Linked DNA regions of Mus musculus: region 1 is linked to region 2. A link is a contact called in public promoter capture Hi-C data. All regions are on one chromosome and are shown on one strand. The core of a region is the stretch at or near the end of the contact, and the rest is flanking DNA. Distances in the headings are between cores, read along the strand shown. Region 1 overlaps Mtx2 (metaxin 2). Region 2 holds the start of Hoxd3 (homeobox D3).

Region 1 (7,177 bases), core at 2,140-4,639, 140 kb after region 2:
CTGATAAAATGTTTTGGACATTGTTTTACTATCTGTTTTGTACTGGATAAAATACTAGGGTTTTTTTTTTTTTGTATGTATGAACAATATTTTGGACATAGCTGCTTTTAAGGAAGCTAAGTTTATTTTTTAATTATCTTTTAATTTGTCAAGATAGTTTCCTTTTTTTCTATGAAAAACATTACCACACAATAAAGAAAACATTAAAAAGAGCCCAGCCTGTGTATGCAGTTATCATACAGTGCATCCAGTCTAAGATAGTGTGATTCAGTGCTGTCGTGTCACCTTAAAGTAGACTTTACGTGCTTGCTAACGTACATATTGTGAGCCTGGCTGATTAGTGATATGCCTTTGCACCACGTGCCTACTTACCATTGCCTTGTTTTTGCAGCTACAGAACCTTGGCCTGAAAATGCGACCTTGTATCAGCAACTGAGAGGTAGGTTCTTATTCATAATTAAAAATGGTTTTGTATCAGAATACACTTACAACCAACAACAAACTCCCAAATTAAACCAAGCCAGGTGACCAACCAAGTAAATAAACGAAACTCTTCAGCCCCTAACTGTACTAATATAATTTCCTGCAATGAGAATATAAAACACAAAGAAGGGATTCCCTTGTATAATTTGTCTATGAGGTTTTGCCTAAACTTGTACCTGCCAGTTAAACCAACTCTTCATAGCCTATAGGGTCCTTAGTTTATTATTGACTCATTATATTGGCTGCTGTAGGCAGTGTAAAATGATGTGGGCGCAGGAGCACTTGGCAGATTTACTGCACCAATAGCTGAGACAGCAGATTTTTGAAGTCCTGTGGTAAAGTGGGCTCTCAGTAAAAAGGAACTGTTAAAATGTATAGGCTAGGATGGTTCAGGCTCCCTTTAGCAGCTCTTCATATATCATCAGATCACATTATGGACCCCATTTGGGGCTCAGCAGCCTGCTACAGTTGTCAGAAGACTGCAAAGTAATGAAGACTAATAGGCAGCAGCCCCCGTCTTCTAAGCATGGAATTTTTATTGCAGTGAACTTGTCATCTTTCTTTTGTGTGACAGACCTAGACACACTGTGCAATATTAACTGTTAGCTGGTTTATATGGTTGTGAATGCTTTTACTTTTAACTAGAAAGATTTGAACAGATACTATTTTACTTCATTTTAATTAAAAGAAAAGATTTTTTAAAACTTACAAAATAAGTGGTTTTTAAATAAACAATTTTAATTGTTGATAAAATGAGATAAATGATCAAATAAATTTTAGAACAGTCTTAATTTATCATTATTTATACATAGTAATGTAACCGAAATTATTGCATAACAACATTGATACACATCTTCATAATTTCATTAGTGTAGGATTTTTTAAAAAATAAAAATCACTTTAAAATATTATAAGTATATTTTGCTTATTTAGAAGTTAAACTTTGAACCTTTCATTATGTTTCCACAGGGGAGCAAATTTTGCTTTCTGACAATGCAGCATCTCTTGCTGTGCAGGTAAATATGTAAATAATGTAATTTTGTTCTTAGTGCTAAAGGATTTATATCATTTGGAGTTGCAGTTCACCCCCACTGAGTGTCTGATACTGTATGTTTAGAGTCTTTCTGTGAGACTTAGCATTATCAGTATAATCTCACTCTTCTGTGCAGTATAATTCTATATAGGAGTTTCAGCTTTCACTATGCAAAATAAATTTCATTATTTGTTCCTTTAAGCAAAATTGCATGTTCTGTCTTAGCAATTGTTTTACTTTTGGTTAGATATAATAGTATTTGATTTGGAGTGATAATTTCACTTACAGACTTAAAATTATTTTCTAACTTATTTGTAAAGAGTTACTACATATTTTTAATCATTCTGTTCATTGCACACATGCTGACCTTAATTCCATCTGTTACTCTTCAAGCAGATTCTTTCTAGCTACTCCTTATATATTTACTGATTACATGTGTGTTTATTATTCCCAGTCCCCTTATTGACTGCAGTGGTTTTTTTAAGTTGGATAATCCAAAAAATAACTTTTAGCAGTGTAAACTTTAAATTGTATTATGGAATACATGGAGAATTGTTTATTTGGAAAAAGTATATGTTTTTGTAAGTTGTAAAATTACAGTTTATATAAGCATTTTACATGTTTAGCTGCTTAGGTACGTAGTTTATATAGTTTGAATCACAAAGAAGATTTACTGTGCTGCATATAAAAGGAATCTGTAGATCTGTAACATTTATTGTAGATAAGACTGAGAGCTGCTGGTGGACAAAGAAATGGGAGGAGAGAAAGTATTTATCAAGCTTTTGTTGCTTTGGAGGCATAATGCTAAGCATTTAATTTTAGGTCATCTCATTTATTTTATTTAATTTGATAACCTCCAGGTTTAATACAAGCATCTAGTATGACAGAAGATAGTATGGCATTCAGCTTATCTTTGCTTTAAGGCAGAAACGATGGGAAAAAATGTGCTTGGACAATAATTTATTAGTTGTTTACATTTGTTTTATATCTTTTACCAAGAATATACATTGTAATTTTTGCCTTTATTTTGTTTTTAAATGTTATTTAACTAATTTTTCTTTTCTTTTTATCTTAACTTTGATAAACAAATTTCCAGTTATGTGCAATCTCTCTCTCCCTCTCCCTCTCTCTCTCTCTCTCTCTCTATATATATATATATGTATATATATATATACACATACATACATACATACACAAAAACACTTTATACAGCTTTTCTTAATCTTTTTTTTAGTGAGATAAATAGCATTTTAGTGTCATATATAAATATATGACATAGTATATATGTATGTATGTATATGTATATATGTATATATGTATGTATAAAACATAGTTGCCTGAAATAAAGAATGTACTCAGATATATATTGTATAAATGGTTTGTTAGTGTGGTGAAGTGGTCTTGCCTGATAAACAACAGTGCAAATACATTATTTGCTGTGTGTAAGATAATATTTTCAATTTTTTATCTTTGAAAAGACATCTTTAGGGCATAGTGACTATTTTAGATGATGCAGTGTTTCTTGACCACTTTTAACTGTCATTTGGGAGATAGCACTTTAAGAATTTAACAAGGTTAATTAACATTTTTTTCCAGAAAATTTTCCAGTGCATGTAGTGAAAGAAAAATGGTACCCAGGCTATTTTGTATGTGATTTCAGCAGGTTTACTCCTTATTGAAGTCATCTAAGGGTCCTTTATGAAGAAGGGCCCTTAAGTGAAATAGTATTATTGTAGGGAGTACTGCAGTTATTAATTTTGAACAAACAGGACAATATAACTCAGCTAGGGAGTGTTTGGCTCCTTGAGGACATGACAGTGGTTAAGCACGTTGGGTTGTCAGAAATGTTGGAGGAGTGCCATTGGATATCCCTACTGGGCAGACACCAGGGACACTGCTCACTGTTCCACAGTGTATATAGGTCAGCTCTCAGCAATGAGCTCTCCAGCTCCAAGTAGAAATGTTGTCAAGTTTGATCAGCCAGAGTCTAGATGGTTTAATCAGTTGTTGTACAAAGCAAAATGTCAGACTACCACTATTTTAAAAGTTGATATTTAAGTTTTTCCTGGAAGGGAAGGAAAAACCCAACGTGGTATATATTATTGTTCTTATGGTTCCTATTAATTTGTTTTTTTCACTATAGTTTCTCAATCACAGTTGCAACTGAAATAACACCAAAAAAGTTCTTTTAAAAATAATGGAATTTTGCTTAACCATTTCAATTTTTTATCCTACATATGTCACTTAGATGATAAATTAACCAGCATATATTAAAAATTCCTGGTTTTCCTCAATATTCTTTGGCTTGACAGCTGATAGTAGCCATGACTATAAATGTGACTTTTCCACATATCTGATATAAACTTTATAGAGTAATTTTCTTCTGTATAGAGAGGAGCAGCATCTGTTTAGAAGAATCAGCTAAAGGCGTCATGTGTGATGTATAAAATTGGTCAAAACAATGTGACAAGTATCCATAAACTGTATATTTTCTAGAAGATACCAGATATCAAACAGTGGACATTTTAATAGCCAATTACGCCATCAGAAAATTCAAATTTTACTTATCACACTGGGTAGTGTTTAGTATATTCTGGAAGCTAAGTGCTTGGTTATTTTTAATGAAAGATACCTTTATGACTTCGGTTCAAAAGAAAATAATTTTCCTTTTGGTGATTATTTTCCCTGTGATTTTCTTTCTTTGTATCATTTCTCTCCCAGTACAGGCTTGCCTGAGTGCTGCTTAGTCATGATGGAATCGTCATTGCTGACTGGAGCAAAAAGTCAGCCTGATAGATTTTCATGAGTTTAGTGTTTATGTAACATTGTATGCACACACATGCATAGAGACATTTCCCGTCGTAAAGTGCTATTTTGAGAGACGTAGGCTTATGTTAATTAGTAAGACAAACCTGATAGTTCTCTGTTACTGTGTTTCTTATCCCCTAAATTTAACCAACTGTACAGTAAATAAGTCAGTGCTAGCCACTAAGCAATTCAAAAAGTTCTAGTAGCCTCATTAATAATGTAGTTAAGTTTTAGTTATGTTTTACTTAGCTCAGTATATGAAAATATTATCATGTAATCAATAGTTTCCTTTTTTCATATTAAATTCAAAGTCTTATATGTACAATTAGAGTAGACCTCAGTCTGTGCTAGCTGTAATGAATAAGAATTTTTTTGAAAAATATTAAGGCTATAGAAATAGAAGTTGTTGATGGAGAATTAATACCTATTTTGACTTCAAGGATTTATACACTTGTTTCGTGAACGTGTGTGTGTGTGTGTATGTATGTGTGTGTGTGTGTGTATGTGTATGTGTATGTGTATATATATATATACTACTACTACCTTCTAGTGAAGTTTAGAAATAATGTCATTAAATATATGAAGCCAATTTAAACAACCTGGCTTTTCTTTTTTGTGTGTCTGAATATGGAGTCTATAAAAATGGGATTTTTTTTTTTTTTAGTGTCACAAATTGATGATCATTATTAGATGACTGCATGAAAAATTAACGTTTTTGTACATTAAGAATCATATTTAAGGGGACTGGAGAGATGACTGAGTCGTTAAGAGCACTGAGTGCTCCCCCAGAGAACCGGGGTTTGATTCCCAGCATCCACATAGTAGCTCGCAACTGTCTAACTCCAAGATCTGACACCCTCACATAGACACACATGCAGCAAAAGCACCAGTGCACATAAAAATTAAATAAATAAAATTATATAAAAGCAAAGAATGAGATTTAAGCTCAGACTAAAAAGAATATCTGTGTTTTATTTAATCTTTTTATTTTTCTTGTTTTTTTTTTTTTTTTTTTTTTGGTGAGTAAATAACTCTAAAATTGAAAAAAATAAAGATAGTAAAAGCTGTTTTCTTTCTGTTACTTTGTCAAAAACTGCAACGTCTTCTATAGGCTTCATTAATGGTGTGCACAGTAACATACTAACCTATCAGATGGGCTCATACAGACTTACGCTGATGGCCCTTGCTTTTGTTTTTGTTTTTGTTTTTTTTTAATAGCAAATGAGGCTCTGTAGGTGGAGGTATTTCTTAGTGGTTAAATGGTAATATTCTAGTGTAGTCTTGAGGTGAGCAGTGAGGAATACCTTTCTCCTTTGGACTGCAAATTAGTTGTTAGATTGGAAAATGTGAGAAAACAGCTCCTTGTCAAGTCAGTAGATGGCCACAGTAGATGGCTTACCTCAAGAATTTTAGGTAAAATGATCTTGTTTTCAACAAGTTGTTCTTCGCAGATGAAGTGCCAGCTTAACCATGATATGAATACTGGTAGGATGCTGTTAGTTGACTTGTTAATAGAGAATGAATGGGGTATTATTTTGTAGAAATATTTAATAATTAAAGCTGCTTTATAGTTTCATAAAATATAAATTTAAAGATTCTAAAGTCTATCCTTCTCAGTTTGATTTTTTACTCTGCAAAATGAGGTTTTTGTCTTTACTTCAGTGTTAGGAGAAGGCAGCAATAACTACGGAAAGGAATGTAGTGACAGCCGCCCTTCTCAGTAATCTAAAATGAGCAAGATGGAGGCTGCAGATGTTTCCTTGATATTGTTGAATTTAAATGTAAATTCTTGAGATTTATTGTTTTATATCACATTAATTAGATCATGATGCTAAGTTACACTTACAACACCTGGCATGAGTTATGAAGTATAAATATAAAGTATGAATAAGTATAAAATAATGATGTTTCTAAAGTAAAACTGAACTTAGATTGTAAGCAGAGCTTAACAGAGTAAAACAATCTCAATATTCCTATTAGTTCTTTAGCACATAAGTGGTGTGCGGTGCATAAAGCATCTGAGCTAGTCTTGTACTCATGAAGTAGTCATATTCAAAATGCAGTAGGTGGCTAATGGTCATTTTAAGTCACTTGTGAAATAGTTTGTACTGACTGATATTTTCTAATGTAAATATTTATCTTATTAAAAAATCCATGTTTCAGGCTGGAGAGATGGCTCAGTGGTTAAGAGCACTGACTGCTCTTCCAGAGGTCCTGAGTTCGATTCCCAGCAACCACATGGCTCAGATGATTCCATCTGGAGTGTCTGAAGACAGCTACTGTGTACTCATATACATAAAATAAATAATTCTTTTTTAAAAAATCTGTATTTCTATAGGCCCCCGTGAAATTAAAAGTCGAGTATCATCACTTTTTTGTTTGTTTCTTTAAAAGGTAAATATCAAGCTGTATACTAAATTTTGTTGCAGTAAATAGAGTAATGACAGTGATAAGAAGAAGACAATATATTTTTTTTAGTAGAAAAATGCTAGCATTCTTCATTATTAGATGTGTAGTATCAGCATAATCGATCTAGCAGTATTATATTTGAGCTGAAAACACACTTAAATTTGAGACCATACACTATCCTGTGTGAGTGAAACATCTTTCATATAGTTCTGAGATGAAATTACCCTTGAATGAATAGCATCTTCATTTATCTTCAAACCTCTTCTGTGCTTTTAGTGAATCTACACTTTCACCATTCCACAAGAATTACATTATACTGTTATAGCAGAGAACCTCTGCAGTGGGAAATAGATTGGTTTGGAAAATGAACTTGGCTTTGCTATAAATTATATTCACAGGTACAAAGGAATTTGTTATTTTGTTTAAAATAGTCACAAACATAAT
Region 2 (6,964 bases), core at 3,980-6,479:
AGTCTCGGGGCTGGAAGAAGACGGAGCTGAAGGCTGCCCCACAAATTAAACTCTACCTTTACACTTCTACCACAGACTATTAAGACTGATGATCAGTATAAGTATATACTGGTGGACACCACCGGTCCTCCCTCTTGTGTTTTGGAAACGGACTTTACCTGTGTTTCAAGCTACCTTAATGTCACTGCTCTTGAGGTTTCTGCGCTTTGAAAGGGATTTCTGTGTTTTTAAAGAGAATAGTTTGTAGTATCGCATAGAAGCAGTCCTTGAGCTGTCCTATAGAAGGGTAATTTGATACGGACCTTGTGGCTATATTTTTATAATGGTAATTTTTAACGTCTGAGCTGGTGGTTTGCCTCAACAACATAAACTTCCTAATGATCAGCGCTAGATGATTGAATATAAAATGCTTTATTAATCAAACAAGTGCACTTGAACATTTTAAATCTTTATGGTGAGTAAATTAAAAGAAGTTTATTAATAATGTTTTTAAAAATTATGCCTGCAGAATATTTACTTTATTATTTGATTAAATGTATTATTTATATTTTTCTTTCTGCTTTTGTAACGATGGTTCAGGTGTCTTCTGGCTCACTTCCAGGAGGTTTCTTTGAGCATTTTTGTAAATGTTTGTCAGGGAAGAGTCTGGGCCAAATATTGGAAAAGCACATTAGCTGAAGAGTGCAATGTATTGTCCAGGCTGCCGATTCCTTAAACTTGGGAGAGTGTTGTCCAGTGACAGGAGTTTGAGGATAATGTCAAAGTCGACATTTAGTTGGGCTTCTGTAGTCCATACAAATTATGGCCATTGAATAATCTAGAGAATTAATACTTGAAAACTAATTGCAATATTTTCACTAACTATTCATTCTGGCAAGTGGCCTTGCTTTCTTTTTGAACCCTGCTTGTAATGGCCTGGGGTTTCTAGGTCTCGATGCTCTGTGTTTCTGCTTTGTCAAGTAGGTGCCATATTCATTGTATCCTTCTTGCACTGCTCCTGTGCTCCCGTGTTGTAAGCCAGCTTGCTGTATGCATCTCAGATGTCGGTTGGTACGTCCACCCTCTGCTGTTCTTCAGGAAATCCGTGGCCTCACAGATTGGAAATGAGCCCTGAGTGTAAACAGCCGCTCCAGAGCATAGCTCCTTAATAAAGAGATGTACCTCCATAAAGAGCAGAGCTCTTTCGTCTCAGAGAACACCATTCTGGCCAGTCACAAACATGTGGCTAAGGCTCACATGAAGGGGGTGACTTAGTCAAGCCTTCTATTTTATAAACAAACAGGTGTGGGGTGTGGGTTATATACTTCCCAACCTGTTTGGTGGTGGTGGTGGTGGTGGTGGTGGTGGTGGTGGTGGTGGTGGTGGTGGTGGTGGTGGTGGTATTGGTATGGAGGCCTCCTAGAGTGAACTAACTATCCACACTTGTTTCATTAAATAATTCTGGCATGATAGTGTGACAGCTTTGAACTTCAAAAGGATTCAAGTCAAGTCCTAGGCCTGATGACCCAGAGTCCAGGTTACACCACAGCCTAATTCCAAAGACTCCCAGTTGAAGCTGGGGTTTGGCATCTATTATTAACAGGATATCCATTTCCCATTTGAAGCTGTTCATGCAGCTGCTTTTTTATATGGGGGTGGGGGTAGAGAAAAGAAGGAAGGAAAGGAGAAATACAAATAAATGTATTTCTCATGGGAAAAAATGGCAATACTTTAAAGTAGACATTGAGTTGTGGCTGCTTTTTCTAGCCACATTTACTTTTATGAGTGTGGTTTTTGTTTTATTGTCACTTTCCAGGCTGGCTTCTATGACATCAGTAAGAAAAGAAGGCTCTTGAGCTTTGCACCAGGCTCACTGGCAGGCGGTAGTGGGTGGTTTGTCTGCTGTCTTGTGGATAGCAGTAGGATTGGTGCTGGCTGGGTTAAAGGCAAGTCACCACCTGACTCTCCACCCAGGGAAGAGGCCATGGCTGTGACATTTGTCAACCTAAGCCCGGAAAGATGATTTAATCAGGAGTGGCCAAGGCTTAAACATTTGTACAGAGCAGACAGCTGCAAAGGCCAGTGTTGGATTTGGGGATGTTTGCGTACTCTTGTGTACTGCCTGAACCAATCGCTGTCTGTGTTAGCTGGAACAGAGAGCAAGGACGCCTTGGGCTGAGAGCCCAGCTGGAAAACAGCCTTGGGCATAAACTACCTGAAGACCAGCACTGGCTAAACTCCAACTGCTTTTGATTTAAGGGACTCTTTAAACTTTGCTCTCTCTGGGGTGGGAAAGATGGCCCAGCAGTTAGAGCACTTGTTGCTCTTGCAGAATATCAAGGCTCCAGTTCTTAGCATCCATGTGGTGACTCACACCCATGCACAAGCCTAGTTCCAGGAAATGGAATGGGGTGCACTTACGTGCATGCTGCCAAAACATTTGTACACATATAACAAAAATTAATAAATTAAAAAATTGGTATCTCCAACTCAAGAATGCTCCCCCAAATATCACTCTTCAAACTAAAATTTGACAAGCTTCAACTAGGAAAAGGACCTACTGAGTGAAGGAGTGGGAATAGAAATCAAAGATAGAAAATAAGGTAAAAACACCACATCTTTGACATTCTGACAGACTTTGCAGCTCTGAAAATGCACCTTCGTTTAGGGCCACACTGGCCCCTGAACCATAGATTTACACATACAGAAAATGCTGATAATAAATGTAAAAATGAATGTTTCTGCAGCTACCAAAGAGCATAGGTTTCCAAATAAAGACCTTGAGGAATTACCCTCCCCCATTCCTCTCTTCCTCTCATCAAGGTTGGACCCCCACCCCTTGATGCCATCTCAGTGGGGAGGGACTAGTGGGGAAGCAGGCAAGGTGCCTTTCTGATTGGTTCAGCTCTGTAAACAGTCAAGCACTGCAGCAAGAAAGGAACTTTTTTTTTTTTTTTTTTTTTTTTTTTTGCTGCACAAATTTACATAAACCTCCAGAGACCTTGTAAAACCAGGTGGCGCTTTTCTATCCTGAGACCTAGCAAAGTCTGTAATTCCACAAAAATCAAGGGCCCCTCAATGTGAACACTGGCTACAAGAGAAAAGCCTTCTGAGTGACAACACCGGAGCCACAGACAAAAAGAGGGTGTGGTGGTTCCTCCCTTTTAGAGAAAAGTCGGTTCTAGGATTCCATTTTCCGAGTCCTATTGCTTGCCTCTGCACAGCAGACAAACAGCACAACATGGCTGCCTCTCTCTGCAGTCTCTCCCCATCCCTCATTTCCCCCAGGCTGAAAGGGCATGGGATAAGCTCTGCTTTTATTTGGATAGAGGGCAGATGATACAGAGGCAAATTGAGATTAATTTTTAGAATGTTTTAGAATTGAACAATCTCTTTACCCACTTCTATGTGTATCGACCAGGGAATAAGCACCAGCTTGCCCATTTCCTTGTGTAATAACATATTGTTTAATTCACTGCATAAGAATTCACATCTAGTGTCTCCTCCATATCTTGGATGTTTGCTGAATCCTTGGGTGTCTAGAGGTGGAAAGGGAAAGAGAGAGGAAAAAAAAACCATTTTAATGGACCAGCAAAATTAGAGCCCACTGGCCTTTTCAAGAATTAAGAATTTTGCTGACAGATGGTGGCAGAAACCCTTTAATTAAAATTATCCAAGTTCATGAGAACTTTCTCTTAGGATACAAATGACCTGCACAAAGGGGCGCTATGCTTCAGTTCATCTCCACTAGTAACTTAGAGCTCCAACATCTAATGCGGATACTCAGAAACACCTTGCTAGACTGTTCTGAAAATGACTGAGCAGGATAGTGGTCCCTGTCAGGCAGGCTCTGGTCGCAGTGCTCCTGAGAGGAACCTGCAATACCATTGACTTTCAGGTGAGCTCCCCAGAGAGCTTCCCACTGACAATACAAAGGTGATACCACTCCAACCTTTGAGGAATTTTTTTTTTCCTAGATTGTTCTTTTCAAGAACAGATAAAACTCCTTCCCTTCCCAGAGCTGCATTGAGCGTTTTTCAATGGTCAAACATGGAGGCCAGGGGCTGAAATGATTGAAGAAAGAGCAGAGAGGACTAGTACTAACTTCCCCAATAAGCAAGAATTGATCGAGGACCTAAAGTGAGGGATGGGGGGGGGGGGGAATTTCCTTTCTGTGGCAATAGATTAAAAGCCCAATCGTGGGTGCTCAAAATGGTATTTCAGAGAGGTAGACAAGTATCCCAAACCATTCACAGCCTTTGGGATGAGTGGTTGCTCCCCCACCACAGAAACACGTAGGAGGCGGGAGGGACCCTAATTTAAGTTGGAGCCAAGTGGCAAATGAATGTGCTCTCTTGGCCTAAACAGCCCCGTTTTCTGGGTAAAGTATTGGGATGTGGCTTTCCTGAAATGAGCGGGTAAAAACTGAGAGTGCCTGCTTTCCTTCTGGACAAGTGTTTTTTTGTGAGGGAGAGGAAGAGAGTAGCCAAGTGACCAACGTTGGGGGGGGGGGCAGACTTGGGACTGGGGGAGGCGCTGTGGGATGACATCCCCGGAGCTTAAGCACTGCCTGGTCTCATTTCCCTCCCACATGGCGGCCAATTGCACAGACGTTTTGAGCCAAACAAAACCAAAAATGCCCAGTAATTCCTAGAAAAGGTGTGGTGCGTGCGCGCGTGCGTGTGTGTGTGTGTGTGTGTGTGTGTGTGTGTGTGTGTGTGTGTGAAAGAGGGGGGGGGAGGCACAGAGACAGACAGAGACAGAACGAGAGAGAACTGACACACAGAGAGGAGAGAGAGAGAGAGAGAGAGAGAGAGAGAGAGAGAGAGAGAGAGAGAAGAGAGGAAAGGGATTCCGAAGAGAAAGGAAAAGAAAAGAAGATAAAAAGAGGAGAGGTAGTAAGGAGAGAGAGAGAGAGAGAGAGAGAGAGAGAGAGAGAGAGAGAGAGAGAGGAGAGAGAGGAGAGAGAGAGAGAAAGAGAAGAGGAAAAACATGGCGCTCGCGAGCTGTATGTGCAAAATCCGCAAGGAATTGCAGTAAATTCCTTTTTGTTTGAAGAAAATTTACAACTTGGTAATAGACCTTTTTATGACCTATTTGCGGTCGTCATTGGCTGCGGCTGGTCATGTGCAGGCGCCGCTCGCCTTCACGGCCTTTTTCCTGATTTCCCAGGCGAATTTGCCCCCGCATTCTGCTTTCCCAGAGCCTCACCCCCTCTTTTTCTAACCTTTGTCTCTGCAGAGGTGGGCTCTAGTCGCCGGCTGCGGGATCGCGTGGTCCGCAGCGGCCTGGGCTCCCGCCGCGACTCCACCGCAGCTCGCCCCCGGTCGCGATTGCGGCCGCTTCCAGAGCCGGCGGGGAGCCCGGAAGGAGCCCCGGGCGCCGAGCCACCAGCCGCCTCTCACACTCCAGCAGGGAGCCGACCGCCTGCTTCAACCCTGGTCCCGAGCTTCCTACCCGATCCCTCCAGCAACATGAGCCCAAACCTGCCGAGGATGGTGAGCGCAGCCGGGCAGCGCCGGATGGATTCCAGCCACAGTCCGGGCCGACCGCCCGCAGTTCGGCACCCTCCGGGTAAGAGCCACCCTGCTGGCGCAGGAGCTGCCCGCTCCACCGCCTCGGGCAATGGGTGCCACTTCCCCAGCTCCCCGCGTTATTCAAGAACCTGGGGATCGCTCTCTGCATCCTCGTCCCTAAAGTATGTCCCTTGGGGCTCGAGGTAGGGTCCTGCTAGGCTCAAAAGTGCATTGGGGACTCCTTCGTGTCTCTCACCTCACCCCACCCCCTCAGAGATCCCTTGACTTGGAAACCCGCAGATCCCGAGCTCCCCTCCCCCAATCCGCCCTGTGAAGAAGAATGTGAAAATGGTTTCTGGACTCCTCAGCTTGGCTGGGGCTGGGGGGTGAGGGGTGGGGTCAGTAAAGGTTTCGTATGGTATAGAATACCGTGTTTCTGTGGTTTGATGGTGGTCAGAACTACCCTAGGTTAACAGGTGTTTTTCGAGGGTTGGGTCGTGGGTGGGGGTGGGGAGACTTCGGTGTATTCAGGATGTCTTTCATGGGTGAGGCCAATTTTTAGGATCTATATTTTATTGGGCCTTGTGTATAAAGACGCTTTAATTATTTAAAAACATTTCTCTAATTCTTAAGGGGAAAATGGTAATAATAACCCAAGCTAGGTTCTTCCTGCATCTGATAATGTGTCAGGTGAATTTGGACTATTTTATGTCACAAATGGATGTTTGCTATGGGAAGTAATATCAGAAAATCTGGTACAGGTTTTAGGATAAACCCAATAGATATTTGAGAAATGTGAGGCATTTCGGCGTTCAAACATCGCGTGTGTTTCTCATTTGTCAGAGTAATGAAAGAGTAGATCTTTTTGCTTTCCAAATGCGTTGTGTTTTTTTTTCCATTTTCCAATAAACACCATACTGCAATATTTCCCTTATTTCGAAACTACTGAACCAAACACACAGGAAAAAAAAAGAAAGAAAGAAAAAGAAAATCTTTGCAGAACATAATGTTGTTTCACTCCCCAAAATTTTGGATGGCATTTGACGATGCACTTTGAAACCCCTATTTCCTGTTCCTTCAGGAACACATAGGGAAACATTGAAACCTTAGACAATCTGCCGCATTGCGCATAAGACTGCACATGGCGGTGGGCCATAGTCCCCAACGTGCTTATCGACAAATCCTTATTGTTTGCCCAGATATTCCAGTATAACAGTGTTGGCTGTACAAATACTTGTGAACAATAGGTGATATGTTTGTAGAAAGGTGTTTTTAGTAATTAAGGATGGAATCACTCTCATTTCAAAATGGAGGACCAGTTGATGTCTGCAGAATTGTTCTGGGTCGGTAACTCAGAGGGCTCACTGTCTCTGGAGTGGGTTTTTGTTTCTTATTTTATTTTTATTCGGAGCGTCTGTATCTTGTAAGCAGTTCCCTATTACACATTGATGACGCTGAGAGTAAGAGGA

The links. Promoter capture Hi-C pulls out the DNA fragments that hold promoters and counts their contacts.
Region 1: a promoter capture Hi-C map of 3T3-L1-derived adipocytes shows a contact between it and region 2, with 2.9 times the contacts expected there. The contact joins the enhancer-like site here to the promoter of Hoxd3 in region 2. A contact is called at or near these places in 10 of 39 promoter capture datasets (the 3T3-L1 cell line, 3T3-L1-derived adipocytes, the C10 cell line and 7 more), 1 of 484 Hi-C or Micro-C datasets (embryonic fibroblasts), 3 of 115 datasets of contacts at active chromatin or transcription factors (T-cell acute lymphoblastic leukemia and stem cell-derived neural progenitor cells) and 2 of 9 other capture datasets (adipose tissue and embryonic stem cells).

Annotation. Positions count from the first base shown.
Region 1 is chr2:74,846,847-74,854,023 of GRCm38.p6, forward strand. Mtx2 (metaxin 2) reads left to right here. Exons shown (of 10, transcript NM_016804.4): 2 at 392-439; 3 at 1,453-1,499. Among named protein-coding and RNA genes, the nearest start is that of Mtx2, 25 kb to the left of the region's middle. Within about 2 kb of position 3,390, at least 6 of the 459 cell types and tissues checked have an H3K27ac peak or open chromatin away from gene starts, as enhancers often do. A contact at or near this core is called in 3T3-L1-derived adipocytes, where this site is marked.
Region 2 is chr2:74,706,764-74,713,727 of GRCm38.p6, forward strand. It overlaps Hoxd3 (homeobox D3), which reads left to right and starts at 5,230. Exons shown (of 3, transcript NM_010468.2): 1 at 5,230-5,553. Gm38462 (predicted gene, 38462) reads right to left here and starts at 5,295. Exons shown (of 2, transcript NR_164327.1): 1 at 5,207-5,295. It overlaps Hoxd3os1 (homeobox D3, opposite strand 1), which reads right to left. Exons shown (of 3, transcript NR_027899.1): 3 at 3,281-3,518. Hoxd8 (homeobox D8) reads left to right here. Exons shown (of 2, transcript NM_008276.3): 2 at 1-1,170. The coding sequence ends at 49.